3 separate regions of the Mus musculus genome follow, and regions 1 and 3 are each linked to region 2. Evidence: chromatin contacts called from public HiChIP or PLAC-seq and promoter capture Hi-C data. All regions are on one chromosome and are shown on one strand. Each heading gives the region's core, a stretch centred on a gene start, on an enhancer-like site or on the middle of the called end of the contact. The rest is flanking DNA. Distances are from core to core; before and after follow the strand shown. Region 1 overlaps Slc23a2 (solute carrier family 23 (nucleobase transporters), member 2). Region 2 holds the start of Cds2 (CDP-diacylglycerol synthase (phosphatidate cytidylyltransferase) 2). Region 3 overlaps Slc23a2 (solute carrier family 23 (nucleobase transporters), member 2).

Evidence for each region. Promoter capture Hi-C pulls out the DNA fragments that hold promoters and counts their contacts. HiChIP or PLAC-seq counts read pairs in DNA pulled down with a chosen protein or histone mark.
Region 1: a contact with region 2 is called in a promoter capture Hi-C map of the C10 cell line. The contact joins the enhancer-like site here to the promoter of Cds2 in region 2. A contact is called at or near these places in 4 of 39 promoter capture datasets (the C10 cell line, embryonic stem cells, liver and 1 more), 8 of 115 datasets of contacts at active chromatin or transcription factors (bone marrow-derived macrophages, embryonic stem cells, memory CD8 T cells and 1 more) and 4 of 9 other capture datasets (adipose tissue, liver, macrophages and 1 more).
Region 3: an H3K4me3 HiChIP or PLAC-seq map of the 230-238 cell line shows a contact between it and region 2, with 12 read pairs. The contact joins the enhancer-like site here to the promoter of Cds2 in region 2. A contact is called at or near these places in 2 of 39 promoter capture datasets (the C10 cell line and macrophages), 2 of 484 Hi-C or Micro-C datasets (neutrophils and spermatogonial stem cells), 3 of 115 datasets of contacts at active chromatin or transcription factors (the 230-238 cell line, embryonic stem cells and pancreatic cancer cells) and 3 of 9 other capture datasets (adipose tissue, liver and pancreatic islet).

Annotation. Positions count from the first base shown.
Region 1 is chr2:132,120,124-132,124,959 of GRCm38.p6, reverse strand. The region is part of intron 1 of Slc23a2 (solute carrier family 23 (nucleobase transporters), member 2); the gene reads left to right. Among named protein-coding and RNA genes, the nearest start is that of Gm14051, 21 kb to the left of the region's middle. Within about 2 kb of position 1,854, at least 14 of the 459 cell types and tissues checked have an H3K27ac peak or open chromatin away from gene starts, as enhancers often do. A contact at or near this core is called in liver and pancreatic islet, where this site is marked.
Region 2 is chr2:132,259,849-132,264,542 of GRCm38.p6, reverse strand. It overlaps Cds2 (CDP-diacylglycerol synthase (phosphatidate cytidylyltransferase) 2), which reads right to left and starts at 1,395. Exons shown (of 13, transcript NM_138651.7): 1 at 1,046-1,395. The coding sequence starts at 1,099. Gm46766 (a long non-coding RNA gene) reads right to left here and starts at 1,039. Exons shown (of 2, transcript XR_001783482.2): 1 at 803-1,039.
Region 3 is chr2:132,091,383-132,096,155 of GRCm38.p6, reverse strand. It overlaps Slc23a2 (solute carrier family 23 (nucleobase transporters), member 2), which reads left to right. Exons shown (of 16, transcript NM_018824.2): 3 at 1,916-2,014. Among named protein-coding and RNA genes, the nearest start is that of Gm14051, 50 kb to the left of the region's middle. Within about 2 kb of position 1,570, at least 123 of the 459 cell types and tissues checked have an H3K27ac peak or open chromatin away from gene starts, as enhancers often do. A contact at or near this core is called in the 230-238 cell line, adipose tissue, liver and 1 more, where this site is marked.

The sequences.
Region 1 (4,836 bases), core at 605-3,104, 140 kb after region 2:
CATGATGTTTAAATCCATGAAAAAAAAAAAAAAAAGCCCAGCCGGGCGTGGTGACGCACCCCTTTAACCCCAGCACTTGGGAGGCAGAGGCAGGCGGATTTCTGAGTTCGAGGCCAGCTTGGTCTATAGAGTGAGTTCCAGGACAGCCAGGGCTATAATGAGAAACCCTGTCTCGAAAAAAACAAAACAAAACAGAACAAAAAAGAAAAAAAAAGTCCAACTGAGAGCAAAGTTGATTTTGCAGGTAGTCTTCTAAAGTAATATTTTTGAAACTATTTTGTGTACCCGGTGGTGTTGGTGGTCAGGGGCAGGGGCATCTGAATTTGAAGCTAGCTTGGTCTACAGAGTGAGTTCCAGGACAGCCAGGGCTACACAGAGAAATCCTGTCCTGAAAAAAATCAAAAGAAAAAAGACAAGACTGTATTTTGTGCGACAAGAGGAGAGTTTTGTTTTGTTGGCACTGAGGTTTGAACATGCTAGGTAAATATTCTAACCACTGAGTGGCAGCCCTAGCTCTTAATTTTTATTTTATTTTATTTTATTTTAGACAAGAAATTACGTTGTTACCAAGACTTACCTACTAACTTTGAACTTCCATATCCCAGGCTGACCTCAGGCTCACTCTGTAGCCTAGGCAGACTTTGAACTTGTGAGCTTCCTGCTTGAGCTTCAGTCTTGTAGGTAGTTGTCACAGACGTGAACCTCCACAGGAGTGAACGTGTCGTATGTGACCAAGCTTGGTTTGGGCTGGAGCCTTGAAGACGTTCTGTAATAGAGAAGCCACGGGAAGAGCTTTAGGACTGGGCATGGGTGGGTGAGAAGTGGACTCCATCCCTGCAGAGCACCTCCGGCTAGGTCTAAGGTTGCTTTAGATTTTAATCCACCACTAGCTTTTCTCCAGCTAGGATTTGGTTCTGCTTCCTAGAACTTGCCCTTCAGCTTCCATCCTAGAGCTCAACTGCAGTAACAGTGCCTGGACCGGTCCAGAGCGCCATGGGTGTTCCTAAAACACAAGCAGCGGAGCTGTGTGCTTCTTCATAGAGCTCTGCCGGGAGCCCCTTATTCCTGGAGCCCCGTACTGACCTCGTCCATTGTACACTTTAGGAAGAGCCTGGGAGTGATGGACGAACTGTTAGGTGAATGCTGATGATAGGATAATGGACTCCTCTAGGCCAAAATCAGTGTCCGCACAGGACACCCCAAGACCAAGTTCTCAGCACAAAGGAGATTTATCTACCCCAGAACAAAGGGCAGGGAATGTGAGACAAAGGCAGGAGACGAGGGAGGAGTGAAGGGAACAAGGGAGAGTGAGAAGGGATATTTGCCCCACAGAAGGCTCTACAAAGGACTGCCTCTGGATAGAGAGTGGACAGATGTGGCCCATAGGCAAATGGTGGTTAGGGGAAACCCATGTTAGGGTGAGTTGGCTCGTTTGATTGGCATGTTAAGTAGGTGAGCCAGAGGGGGCCTTTTGGTTGCTGGACTTTGGTACTTTGATAGCTGGACCTTGGTGGTCAGCCTCAGGAGGAGGAAGTGGCCAAGGGAATAGACTTTGGTGGCTAGCATTAGGAATGTAAAGTTTAGCAAGAAAGAGGGACTAGGGGAAGGGGAAGGTCAGCCAGAGCCATGTTTGCCATGCTGGGGCCTGCTAGAGCCTGTCAGTAAGTAGATTAGAAAATAAACGTGTACGATCTTGACCCTCAGATTAATTACAAGGTAGGAGGTAAATATTTGTTTTGCTTTTTTTGCTTTTGGCTTTGCTTGTTATTAGCAAAGCTTTGTTGAGTGTGTTGCTGTTGGCTGTCCCGGGGTCACCATGGCAGTGGCCTGCTCTCTCACCCTTCCTAGCACTCTGCAGTGTGGTTGCCGGCCTTGAACCCTTGCAGAGCACTAAGAAGCTTTACTCCCTCTTTGTTTCTACTGTTCTTACCCCAAAGCTTGATGGACAGGCAGTGCAATGTTTTTGTGTTTTGTTTGTTTCACTACAAGAGATTAAACTCATGCATGGCCTTTGGCATGCTTAACCTCCAAGCTGTGCCCACAGCGTACCCCTCCCCGCCCCACCCCCCTTTTTTAACTTTTAAAAAGATGGGGCAAGGTCTCTCTCACCAAGCTATTTGGCTGGCCTTAACTTCTGTAGCCCAGATAGTCCTGTCCTGTCTCATTCTCCAGGGAATCTGGGCTCACAAACGTGGGCCGCCAGCCTCAGCCCTAGTCTTAGTTAAGTTTTTCTTTTTCTTTTTCTTTTTCTCTTTCTTTTTCTTTTTTCTTTTGTTTGATTTCTTTTGTTTTTTGAGACAGGGTTTCTCTGTGTCCTCTTGGCTGTCCTAGAACTCACTCTGTAGACCAGGCTGGCCTCGAACTCAGAAATCTGCCTGCCTCTGCCTCCCAAGTGCTGGGGTTAAAGGCGTGCGCCACCACTGCCCGGCCAAGTTAGTTTTGACATTCTAAATGATACTGCTGCAGCATCTCTTATGGGGGACAATGGCCTAGTGGTAAGGTTGTTAGACAGTACCTAAAGTGTTGATAGATATTGGCAAATTGTCCTATAGAAAAGTTACAAGAAAGGACATTCCTAGTCCTACATTCTCTTTTATCAAAACCAAATGAATTGAGTATGCTATGAAATACTATGTCATGATATTTTTATTTAGTTTTAATTTATATATTGTGAAATCCTCTAAGTGTATAGTTACAAGACCTGTTATAAATGCATAGAAGTGTGGCAAATACTCTCAATCCCAGGCACAAGCAGGTGAAGGACAGGTTTGAGGCTGACGTGGATGTAGTGACTTCTAGGCTACTCAGAGTTACATGGTGAGACCCTGTCTTAAAAAAACAAAAACTAACATACCTAATCAATCAATAAATACAAAGTAAGTGCTTTTAAAAATATGTACATACTCCATATATATACAATTCATCTCCCATTCACCATGTGGGTTCTCAAGATCAAACTCGTGTAGTCAGATTCAGTGGCAAGTACCTCTTCCCACTAAGCTATTCCTCCAGTCCAATCATTTATTTGAAAAGAAATTACTTTATTTTCATTTATAGTAAAAGACATCTGTGTTTACTATTAAAAATAAGCCTAGGGCTGGAGAGATGGCTCAGCAGCTAAGAGCACTGGCTGCTCTTCCAGAGGACCTACAGTTGATTCCTAGCACCCACCTGACAGCTTACAATTTACTATAACTCTAGTTCCAGGGGATCCAGCCTCCTGTCCTCTGCAGCACAAGGCATGCATATGGTGAAGGCATGCACATGGTGCATGAATACAGACAAAACAATCATATTTATATAATGAAATAATAAAAATTTAAAAAGACAGCGCATTATAAAAATTAGGAAGACATATCCTTGAGCCTGCCACTATGGACATTTTTGTGTGTTTCTTTCTCTGTCCGTTTGCTCTCCCGTGTAATGTTTTCTCTGCTTAAGCCATTGTCATTAAATAAATGCAGATTATATTCCTACACCTTATGTGCATTGATGCTGGAGGCATCAGGTCCATCATTGTCTTTAATGGGCATTTGCCAAGTGTATCACCAGCTCAGCTTGTCTATCATCCCTGGGATTTGCTTCATTAAATACACTTCCTTATTTCTTTTTCCTTTTTAAGATTGATTTATTTTTTATGTTACGTACATGAATGTTATGCCTATGCATATGACAGTGTCCCATGTATGCAGTGGAGGCCAGAAGAGGAACTGCAGTCGCTGATTGTGTGCTGCCTGCCATGTGGGAGCTGGGAACTGAGCTTTACTGGGAGAGCAACAAGTGCTGTTAAATACTGGGACATTTCTTTGGCACATCTTCCTTATTTCCTTCTTTTTCACTTGGTTGGTTGGTTGGTTGGTTGCTTGCTTGCTGAGACAGCGTCTCACTATGTAGCCCTGGCTGGACTGGAACTCATAGAGAGCCACTTGCTTCTGCCCTTGGGTTTATCACCACCACTCCTTACTTAATTCTGTTCCTAATCTTGTTTTTTCTTCCTTGCCTAATGTTTTTTGTCTAGCTACTTCCCAGTTGTCAAGAGTGCTTTATATTTGCTCTTAATAGCCATGGTTTTTATAGATTGAATCATTAAGGGATCAAAATATTTAGAATAGGGATGGAAAGATGGCTCAGCAGGTAAGAGTTCAAACTGGTCTCGCAAATTTTCCAGGTTCAGTTCTTGATATGCATATGATGGCTCACAACTGCCTGTAACTCCAGTTCAAGGGGATTTAATTTATCCCTTTTCTGACCTCTGCTGGCATGTGGTGTACATAAATACACTCAAGCATATACATGCACATAATATCAAATATTTTAAAGTTTTAGGGCTTCTGAGATAGAGGTGTTTGTGACTGTATGTTACATGCCAATACAGTGTTATTCATACAAGGACTTACCTCTGCCTTGTGTTTTGGTTTGGAGGATTTTCTAGAAGCAATCCACGTTTGTCTTAGTTAGGGTTTTGTTGCTGTGAAGAGATGTCTTGACCAAGGCAACTCTTATAAAGGAAAACATTTAATTGGGGCTTACAACTTCAGAGGTTCAGTCCATTGTCATCATGGTAGGAAGAATGACAGCACCCAGGCAGACATGGTGCTGAAGGAGTGGAGTGTTTTACATCTTGATCTGAAGGCTGCCAGGAGGGGACTGTCTTCTGCAGGCTAGCTATGAGGAGGTTCTCTTCCACACTGGGCAGAGCTTGAGCATAGAGACCTGAAAGTCTACCTACACTGTGACACACTTCCCCCAGTGAGGTCACACCTATTCCAACCATGTCATGCTTCCTAATAGAGCCACTTCCCATGGGCCAATGTTCAAACCACCGCAACATCTGAT
Region 2 (4,694 bases), core at 146-2,645:
GATGTCAAACGTGGGTGCTTAGGCTTGATGCTGTTTCCTTAAACAGCATTGGGGGGTGGGGTGCCTTTAGTCCCAGCACTCAGAAGGATCTCTGGGATGGAGGCCAGCCTGATCTACAGATCAAGTTCCAGGACAGCCAGGGCTACAAAGAGAAACCCAGTCTCGAACAAGCAAACAAAGATACTAAACTCTGTCAACTATTAATCAGGGGAAACGCGGCATATCCTCCTCCTTTATTGAAGACAGGCTAGAAACAGACCTTCAACGGAACCCTTATTTCCGTATCAGCACGCAGGCCTACGTACGAGAGCTTCTGCAGGTCACAAGCTGACAATCTCTGACTTAACCAGTCTCCATCATTCTGGTCCAGGCTACCTCAGCCGGTTCTACTCATCACTCACTGATCCGAACCACAAATACGGTCCGTCATTCAATGTCCACAGTAAAACAACCACCCTCCACCTTTCTCAACTTCACACAAACCTCGCACTTTCAACCAAAGGAGCGCCCCCACATTGGCTGTGTCCCTGCCAAAATGGCCTCCTCCTTACCTTCCTCCTTTACCCCATCAATGCCCACACTTGGCGCAGTAAACAAACCCACCATTGGGAGCACACACCTGCTCACTAACCCGCCCTCTCACGGAGTGGATCAAGACTCCTCTCTGATAGAACCAACAGATTTAATGTTTTAATCAAGTTCAAAAGAAGGTTTTAATCTCCCAGGAGACAAATGCTATGGCCTGAGTCCTCCCCCATTCCCCAATCAACAGCAATACTTGTAAAGCAAGCGGTGAGCCTACATCGCGCTCTCCGGGCCCCAAGCAAGGTCTGTGGGGTGTCCAGCGTCCACATCGGGAAGGCCTAGGGAAGGCGAAGACCCTCCAGAGCTCACGCGCTACTCCCCGCGCCCGCAGACCGCTGTCCCCACAAGCAAAAGACACCCGCCGACCCTCTGCGCAACCCAGGCCTGGTACCCAGGGCCGCGATAAAGGTCAGAGGGCGAGGCTGCCGGCGCGCCCCTCCGCACTTAACGATGCCTCTACCTTGTCCTCCGGAGGTGCGTCCTCGCGGACAACCCTCTGCCGTAGTTCGGTCATGCTGGGGACCCCGGCGCGACGTCACCCCGAGTGAGCAGCACGGTGGCCGCGGGGGTCGGCTCAGTGAGCACGGGCTCTCGGCGGGCCCGAGCACCTCGCAGCCCCACCGTGCCTCGCACAGCCCCTGCAGCAGCGCCACTAGCCCCGAGCCCGGCCCCGCCCAGCACCGCTGCCGCCGCCCTTGCCCGGAGAGCGGAGCCGCTGTTTCCCCAGCGGCCGCTCGCTCCTCCTCCCGGGAAGCTGCGAGCCAGCGCGCACGCGCACTGCCGCCATCTCCGCCTGGAACCCCAGACGCCAGGAGGCGGGGCAGCCTGGCGGGGGTGGGGGCGTGAGCGGAGTTCGAGACACTCATTGGACAAAACCTAGAGGGGGCGGGAGAAAAAGAGCAGAGTGAACCAATGGGGTCCTTGCGTCCTACCGCAAGTCCCCGCGCGCGAGTGCTGGGTCCAGAAGGTAACCTGTTACCGGGGGACAACAGCGCCTCGTAGCGGCCTAGACTTGCTGCTCTCAGCTTGGGAGTCCAAACGAAGAGACCAGGTGGACCTCTGAACATCATAGCAGGAGGTGAAACCTGTTTCAGCTCACTTTGCCTTGCCAAGCCATGGTCGCTGGTAACTTAGTGAGCACTGATTCTGTCTAAGCACCGAACTCAGAAATAGTCTCGTCCCAATCACACACCTTTTTTGTTCACAGCACTCCAGAGACAAAGGCAAGTGGATCTGATCTATGTAACCTGTTCCACTGCTACTGAGACCCTGTATCAAAAAACAAACAACCACAACAAAAAACACTTAGAAATGGATATGATATCTGCAAGTAACATCATCCAAGATATTGCTTGTCTTAAGTTTTTGTCTTGTTTTGTGCTGAAGGTAGAACTCAGGACCTATGGGCTAGCGAGATGGTTCAGTGGGTAAGAACACTGACTGCTCTTCCAAAGGTCCTGAGTTCAAATCCCAGCAACCACATGGTGACTCACAACCACCCGTAATGAGATCTTACGCCCTCTTCTGGTGTATCAGAAGTCAGCTACAGTGTACTCATGTATAAAAATAAATCGTTCAAAAAAAAAAAAAAACCCTCAGGTTTGGCTCTTGTTAACCACAACTTCTGTGAGTAAGTTAACACCCACATCTAATTCTTTGAAAACCTTTGGGCTGAAAGGAATGTTTCCTATGGAGCCCCTCCCTCTATTCCTGACCTAGTTTAAGCATTTAGCCAGCAGCTACAAGGGTACGAGTAAGAATTAGAACTCAGACGTTTGTTACCACGCTGTAACCAATGTTCACATATGCTGCCTGAATTCAGTATTATGGGTGCTGTTCCAGCATTGTTCTCATGCAAAACAGGGCTCCCAGTCCTTAGCCAGATTGCAATCTCAAAGAAGTCTTCCACACCAAGGGTCAGGTTCCTTTTAGAGATTTTGACCAGAGCTGTGAGTTTTCAGAAAATAGGAAGAGTTCTGAAAAAGACTTACATTCTCAAATTCTTGTTATGATGTTTCAAATTAACAGCAAAATACTTAGACAAACTTCAGCCCTCTGGTCTTTGCATTTTATTTGCTATTTAACAGCTTTGCACAAATGCTTGGGTGCTCTTGTTCCTCTACTGGTGTTTGCTGGTTTTGTTGGGTTTGGGTTTTTGCTTTGTTCTGTTAGAAATAAATACCTTTTGAAGCCAGACTTTGGCTACTTTGTGGGCTTTTTTCTTTCTTCTACCCTTCTCCACCCTCTTCTTCCACCCTTTCAACACCCTATCACTATGTAGGAAAGGAAAAGAAAAAGGATAGAGGTGAAGGGTGGTGATAATATCATGTGACTATTTTCTGATAATTAAGGGCGTCAAGTTCCTTGGAGCAAGTTTGAGACCAGAATACATGGCTAGAGAAATGGTTCAATGGTTAGGCGCACTTATTGCTCTTGCAGAGGAAGGAGGTTTGGTTCTCAGCACCCATACAGGACGAACTGCCCATAATTCTGGTTCCAAGGGACTCAAGTCCCTCCTCTGGCCTCTAGGATCGTCTGCAATTACATGGTACACGTGTACACGTAACTCATACAGTCACATGCATACAAAAAATAAAATAAAATATTATCTTTAAAAATAATACAGGACTGGAGAGATGGCTCAGTGACTAGGAGAGCTGGCTGTTCTTCCAGAGGACCTGAGCTAAATTCTCAGCCACACATGGGAGCCCGTAACTGTCTGAGACTACAGTCCTAGGGGATTCAACCTCCTCGTCTAGCCTCTGAGGGCACCAGCTACACACATAGTGCACAGATGCACATAGAGACAAAACACCCACACACAGAAATAAACCAAGACCTGGAAATCAATCGATATAAATCAGAGTCATGAAACTCGATGAGGTGTGTACTCAGTGAGATAATGCCTTCCGACTCGGCCTGAACAAGGTTCTCACTTAGCATCATCAAACCTAACTGAGCGCAAACCAAATGCATCCCTAAAATCAGTGTGGTAGGGAGCAGGACTCCATTAACCGGACATTCTAGAAACCATGCTAATAGCACTTCAACTTTAATGCCTCGCCTTCAATAGCAGAAAGAAAAGTAAAAAATGTTCCTGTCATCCTTCATGTGCTTCCTCTGTTCCTTGGGGTTGGTTCTCATTGGTTGGTTCTCATTGGTTGGTTCTCATTGGTTGGTTGGTTGGTTGGTTCTCATTGATTGGTTGGTTGGTTTGGGTTGTTTGTTTGTTTCCTGCTCATTATATTTAGTTTTTTCTCTGGAATCTTTTCTTCCAGGACTCAGGCATTTTGTAAATTTCTTTCTTGTAAATTTTTCATTATAAAATTTCTTCTTAGATTTATTATTCTTCCAAGTATATGTGCCTGATCCCTGTAGAGGTCAAAATCAGAAGAGGTTTTTAGATTCCCCTGGAACTGGAGTTACAGATGGTTGTGAGCAATCATGGGGGTGCTGAGAATCAACCCCGAGTCCTCTGCATCAGCAACAAGTGCCCTTAACCACTGAACGATAATTGTCTCCAGCCCTCAGGTGTATTTTATTACGTTTTCCCTTCATTACACCTCCTGGTTAATTCCTTAATTTTTAAATATTGTGTTCATTAATAGAACTTGGGATTCCAGTCTCCCAGAATATCCAGGCTGATTACAAACCCAGTGTAAGAGGCAGTTACTATTATTGGGTTTAATAATGTCACTTCATAATTAAACACCTCCTGTTTTCTTCCTTCCTTCCTTCCTTCCTTCCTTCCTTTCTTTCTTTCTTTCTCTCTCTTTCTTTCTTCCTTTCCCAACAAGTTCTCTAGACTCTATAGTGAAGGCAAGCCTCAAACTCATGCAATCTTCCTGCCTCTGCCTCTGCCTCCCATATGCTGGCATTATAGGAACACATCATCTAACCTCAACCCTGATCTCGATATTCTCACACACACACACACACACACACACACACACACACACACACGATGAAGTGGCGTGAAAATTGCCAAATTCCCTAAATAGGTATACCGAACCTCTTCTTACAAGAATAATTTGTCAGTGAACAATTCCTTATCATAAGTTTATTAAAGAACTATCAGGAAGGCTAGGTATGGTCAACAGTAAAGAGTT
Region 3 (4,773 bases), core at 321-2,820, 170 kb after region 2:
AAATATCTGATACGCAGTATGTCTTACATGCAATCACTGTGAAAGGGTCATTCTGCTCCCAAAGAGGTCTCAACACCCAGGTGGAGAACCATTGGTGGAGAGCCATCAACTGGTTCCTAGGCAACCACAAGGGCCAGACCACTAGAGAAAATTGACTTCCCTTTCTCAACAGCCATCAGCTGCTCGTGTTTCTCAGCTAGGAGTAGGACTCCGAAGCCCTGTTCTATTCACGCTGGATCCTGTGTGGGTCTCTCCCTCTCCCCCTGTTGATTTGGGGTGCTCTTTATAAATAGTTGATTCAGCCCCCCTTTCTCTGTATTCCACATACAGTTTCTCTTAGACTGCCATCAGTGTTTCTGTTTTACAGTGCTGAAATTTAAACTGTGTTTTTCTCTTTGCTAATCTACATTTGGTTGTGGTGGTTGTGGTGTTTGAGATAGGGTCTCATTTTGTAGATCTCCTGGAACTGGAGTTATCTATATAAGATGGTTGTGAGATCCCATGTGGATGCTGGGAATTGAACCTTGGTCCTCTGCAGCCACTGTTTTTAATCACTGAGCTATCTCTCTAATTCCTATATATGGAATTTTTATTACAATGATATACTTCTAACCAGTACAATCTGTACTAATTGATTTATGACCTCTCTCTCTCTCTCTCTCTCTCTCTCTCTCTCTCTCTCTCTCTCTCTCTCTCTCTCCCTGAGTAGGATCTCACTCTGTAGCTCTGGTTGCCTCTATTCTGTGTTTCTAAAAACTATTTGGAGGCAGTACAGTGGCAGCATCCTTAGTGCCAGCCTTGGGAGGTTGAAGCAGGAGTATCCCGAGCTTCAGGATAGCCTGGGCTATAGAGCAAGACCTTGTCCCCCAAATAAACAAACAAAATGTAATTCTGTTGTTGCCACTTATAGCTAAGCTATAGGTGGTTTTCCTTGATGTTAACCTATCAGTAAGAATCACTCTCCTGGGACTAGAAAGATGGCTTAGCAGTTAAGAACAGTTGTCAGAGGCCCGGGTTCAGTTCCCAGCAGTACCCAAGCTGGGTTAGGGAGCTCATAACTGCCTGCAACTTGAGAGTCCGAGGATCTGATGCCCTCTTCTGGTCTCCCCTGGCACCTACAAACTTAAATACACATAAATGTCCATTTTTCTTCTAGTATCTGAATATAACTAGTTTATGACTAGTTATTGTTACACCTAGGAAGTGCTTGTTTTCTTGGGGGTAAAGCCTCTTTTACTTTCAGTATTGCGTCTTTAGAAGAGATCCCTAGGAACGGAACCATTTGATTAAGGAATGAAAATACTTGTTTCTAGCCAGATAAGTCATGTTGTTCCTCACCAAAGGATGCACAGCATAAGGCTAGAGCTCCTTTGAATAGATTCCAAGATGGGGGGCGGGGTGAGGTGATGTTTCTCCTGCTTCCCAGTGTCCTAAGCAGCTGCGCATAGCAGGCTGCTTAGTTATAGTCTTCTGACGGCCACACTTCCTCTTTCTAGAGCAGACAGGCAGTTTCCTCGGTTCCTGAGGAAGTGATCTTACCCAAAGCCGTGTGGACACTACCACTCAGCAGCAGCAGCTCACCTACATTGCAACACTGGCTTATCGGTCACTTCCCTCGCCCTGGAGAGTGTTGAGGATTCTATGGCTAGAGGTTTCTTTGGAATGTTCCATTTCTGACTTCCCTGGGGGGCTCTGGCTTACCCAGCTCCACCCTACGGGAAGCTCCACACTCCTCCATTTAAAGTAGCCTATACATATCTATTTCATTTAAGAAAACAAAGTTTGCCGCTGCGATATGTAATGCGCAGTTTAGGGCTCTCTTAAGAATTATGGGAAGCCATTTAGAAAAACCATATTTCCCTACAGCAGAATGGCAAGTGCTGAAAGCCCCTCTCACTGTAGCCTTTCTCTTCAGGTGGTGATCAATGGTGGGGCCACATCCAGCGGAGAGCAGGACAACGAGGACACGGAGCTCATGGCAATCTACACCACAGAGAACGGCATTGCAGAGAAGGTACCCATGCTACCCCTTCCTACTGCCCGGCCCTGTTTCTGCAGGGGTTTGGGGGTGTCTGTATGTTTGTTTTGTAATGGAAGAGTCATAATTACTAGGTTTTAATTGTCTTAGTAGCAATTAAGGTTAAAAGCTCTTAAGAGTCATTATCTAGGTATTTGTAAAAGCCTTGGCCAGAATGTTCGAGAACAGTGGTTAAGAGCTTGAGGACCAAAAGTCAAGTCTGATTACAGAGGTGACTCAGACTCTAAGGAATTACCATGACTCTCTGGGTATCAGCTTTTCACCTATTAAATAGGAATAAAAATATAAGGTAAGTGTACCTAAGGTGGATATCTGAAATCAAAACTGCCAGCTACCAGTGTGGCATTCCAAAGCATGATGCAGGCATGCATACATTCATGTATGTATGTGATTATAGAGATAGATTTGCATTTACATATGTACACATACATACATGTATACATGTGTGTGGTTATTCATTGTTTTTTAAATAAAATTTGAATGACCATGTTTGTGTACTTTTTTTATTTTGTATGACTATAATGAAATGAAGTAAAGAGAGTTCTATTCTGGCTTAAAAGGTCTGGAAGGAGAAGATAGGCAACCCTAGTTGGCATCGCCCCAGAGAGTCTCATGGCACATAAGAACCAATGCTCATATCCTGACCCAGCAAACAGAAAGGGGGCAGGGGCAAGCAGGGGCCCACAATGCATTTCAAGAGTTCAACTCTTTGTGTCTGTGCCTTTGTTTGTATGCCTGCCTGTCTGTCTGTTTTGGCTAAAGTGGACTTTGTTTACAGTCCTCTACCCCAGCTTCCAGTGTTATCTAAAGTCTATGTTTTAAAGGTCCATGGTATCTTAGGCTGTTGTCACCCTTGATGAAGCCTTAAACACATGGGCCTTCAGGGGCATTCATTAGGCAAACTAGCATATACTAAGGAAGGGCTTTATTTTGCCCTTGGTTTTATTCCTTTGTGTAAGATATAGGACAGTGTGGAATTTACCTTGTGTGGTGAGCCCAGTATGTCCTTAGTCCTGTCTGTGTAGAAGTGTTTCAGGAATTGCAGTTGGGCTCAGGTGTTTCTTAATGATTTGTAGAATCCATTCAGTTCTCATCCTCGCAGTTGTGTATAGAGATAAGCTGCAGATTAAAGTCCTGGTTGGAAAACTACAACAGCAGAGTTAGAGAGACACCAGGCCTCTCGGCACCTTTCCCCCAGTGAAGGCAGGCGGGCAGTGTTGTAATTCTCCCACAACAATCCATAATAGTTCTTATGAAATATTGCCAACTAGGGAAGCTCACCTGAGCTTTGGCATGGAAAGTTTTATCAGGAATCAACCTCTTAGGTATGGCTGGCCACCATGTAGCTGAATTTAGAGTCTAGTTTCTCAGTAAACAAGCTGGTAACAGGTGACCCAAGGGCCCTGCCATAGATGGGACTGTTGTGTAAACCGTTACCTTACCCCAAGGCTTCAGAGGAAAAAAGAAAGAAAGAAAGAATATTGTTTTTAAAATCCAAGAACAAAAGCAAACACCTGGGAGCTGGTGTCAGGTGAGGCCAGACCTTCCTCTGAGTTTGAGTAGCTCAGCCTGCTGAGCCAGTCCTGTCCTAGTCTCTCAGATGCACGTGCAGTTTCTCTGTCATGTCCACTACTACAGTCTCTGAAAGACACAGTTCCATTCTAGCACATTCCGCACTGTAGGCCTGTGAGCGTCTGCTGCTGGACCAGAGGCCAATGTTTGTTCTATAACATTTGTGTCAAGTGTCAACTTCATTAGGCTGTACTTTTTAACCGTAGACAGTGAGGCAGAATTCCAGTGTTTATGGAAAGGGACTTAACCCTCAAATTTGCCCCCTTTCAAGGAACACTAGGTGGCAGGGCATGGAGTTAGCAGCTCCCTGTGGGCTAGCTCCATCGGACATGGGCTATGGGCTCACAGTATTAGCTCTAGCCATTTTTTGTGGAACATTTTCATTTTGTTACCTATTATTTTGTTTGCTAGGTTAGAGAATATTTTAAAAGTACATATTGTGTTAGTTACGGTTTAATGAATGTGGTGAAATACTGTGACAAAGGTTTGTTTGGAGCTATGGTTCCATGACTATCACTGCAGGGAGCATGGCAGCAGGCAGGCAGCTAAGCGCTCAAATCAAAACCACGACAGGAAGCAGAGAAGCCTGCACCCAATGACGTACTTCCTCCAGCAAAGCCATGCCTCCTAATCCTCCCCAAACAGCCCAAACTGGGGACCAGTTGAGATTATGTCTGAGATTATGGGAGACATCTCATTCCAACCACCAGAGATATGCACCTCAGATTCTAAGAAATGCAATTAATTATTTACAGAGTCTTAGAAACTAGAGCAATTTTAAGACTCCATGGAAAGAAAGACAGGGTTTCTTCAAGCCATCTGTTTAGCTGATGTCAAGACTGAGTACTTGCTAGGCTGAGTTAGTTATCTTGGTGGTCTTGACTTTTAGATGCATGCAATACTTAACATTTTAAAAATCTTTATTGCCACATAAAGTATTAGAAATGGTTTTTTTTTTTTTTTTAATAAATAAAGCCAAAACCAAGATTTCAAGATTTGGGCAGAGACTCTGGTCAGGGTTGGTGCTCTTGGGAATGAGGCAATGTCATGGGAGTCAGAGCCCTCGTTCTGAGAATTATCTCTCTGAGGTACTCAAAGGACAGAATGGCTACACCAGCAGAAGGTGGTTCTGGGCAGTAGAGGGTTGTGCTAAGTCAAACGGA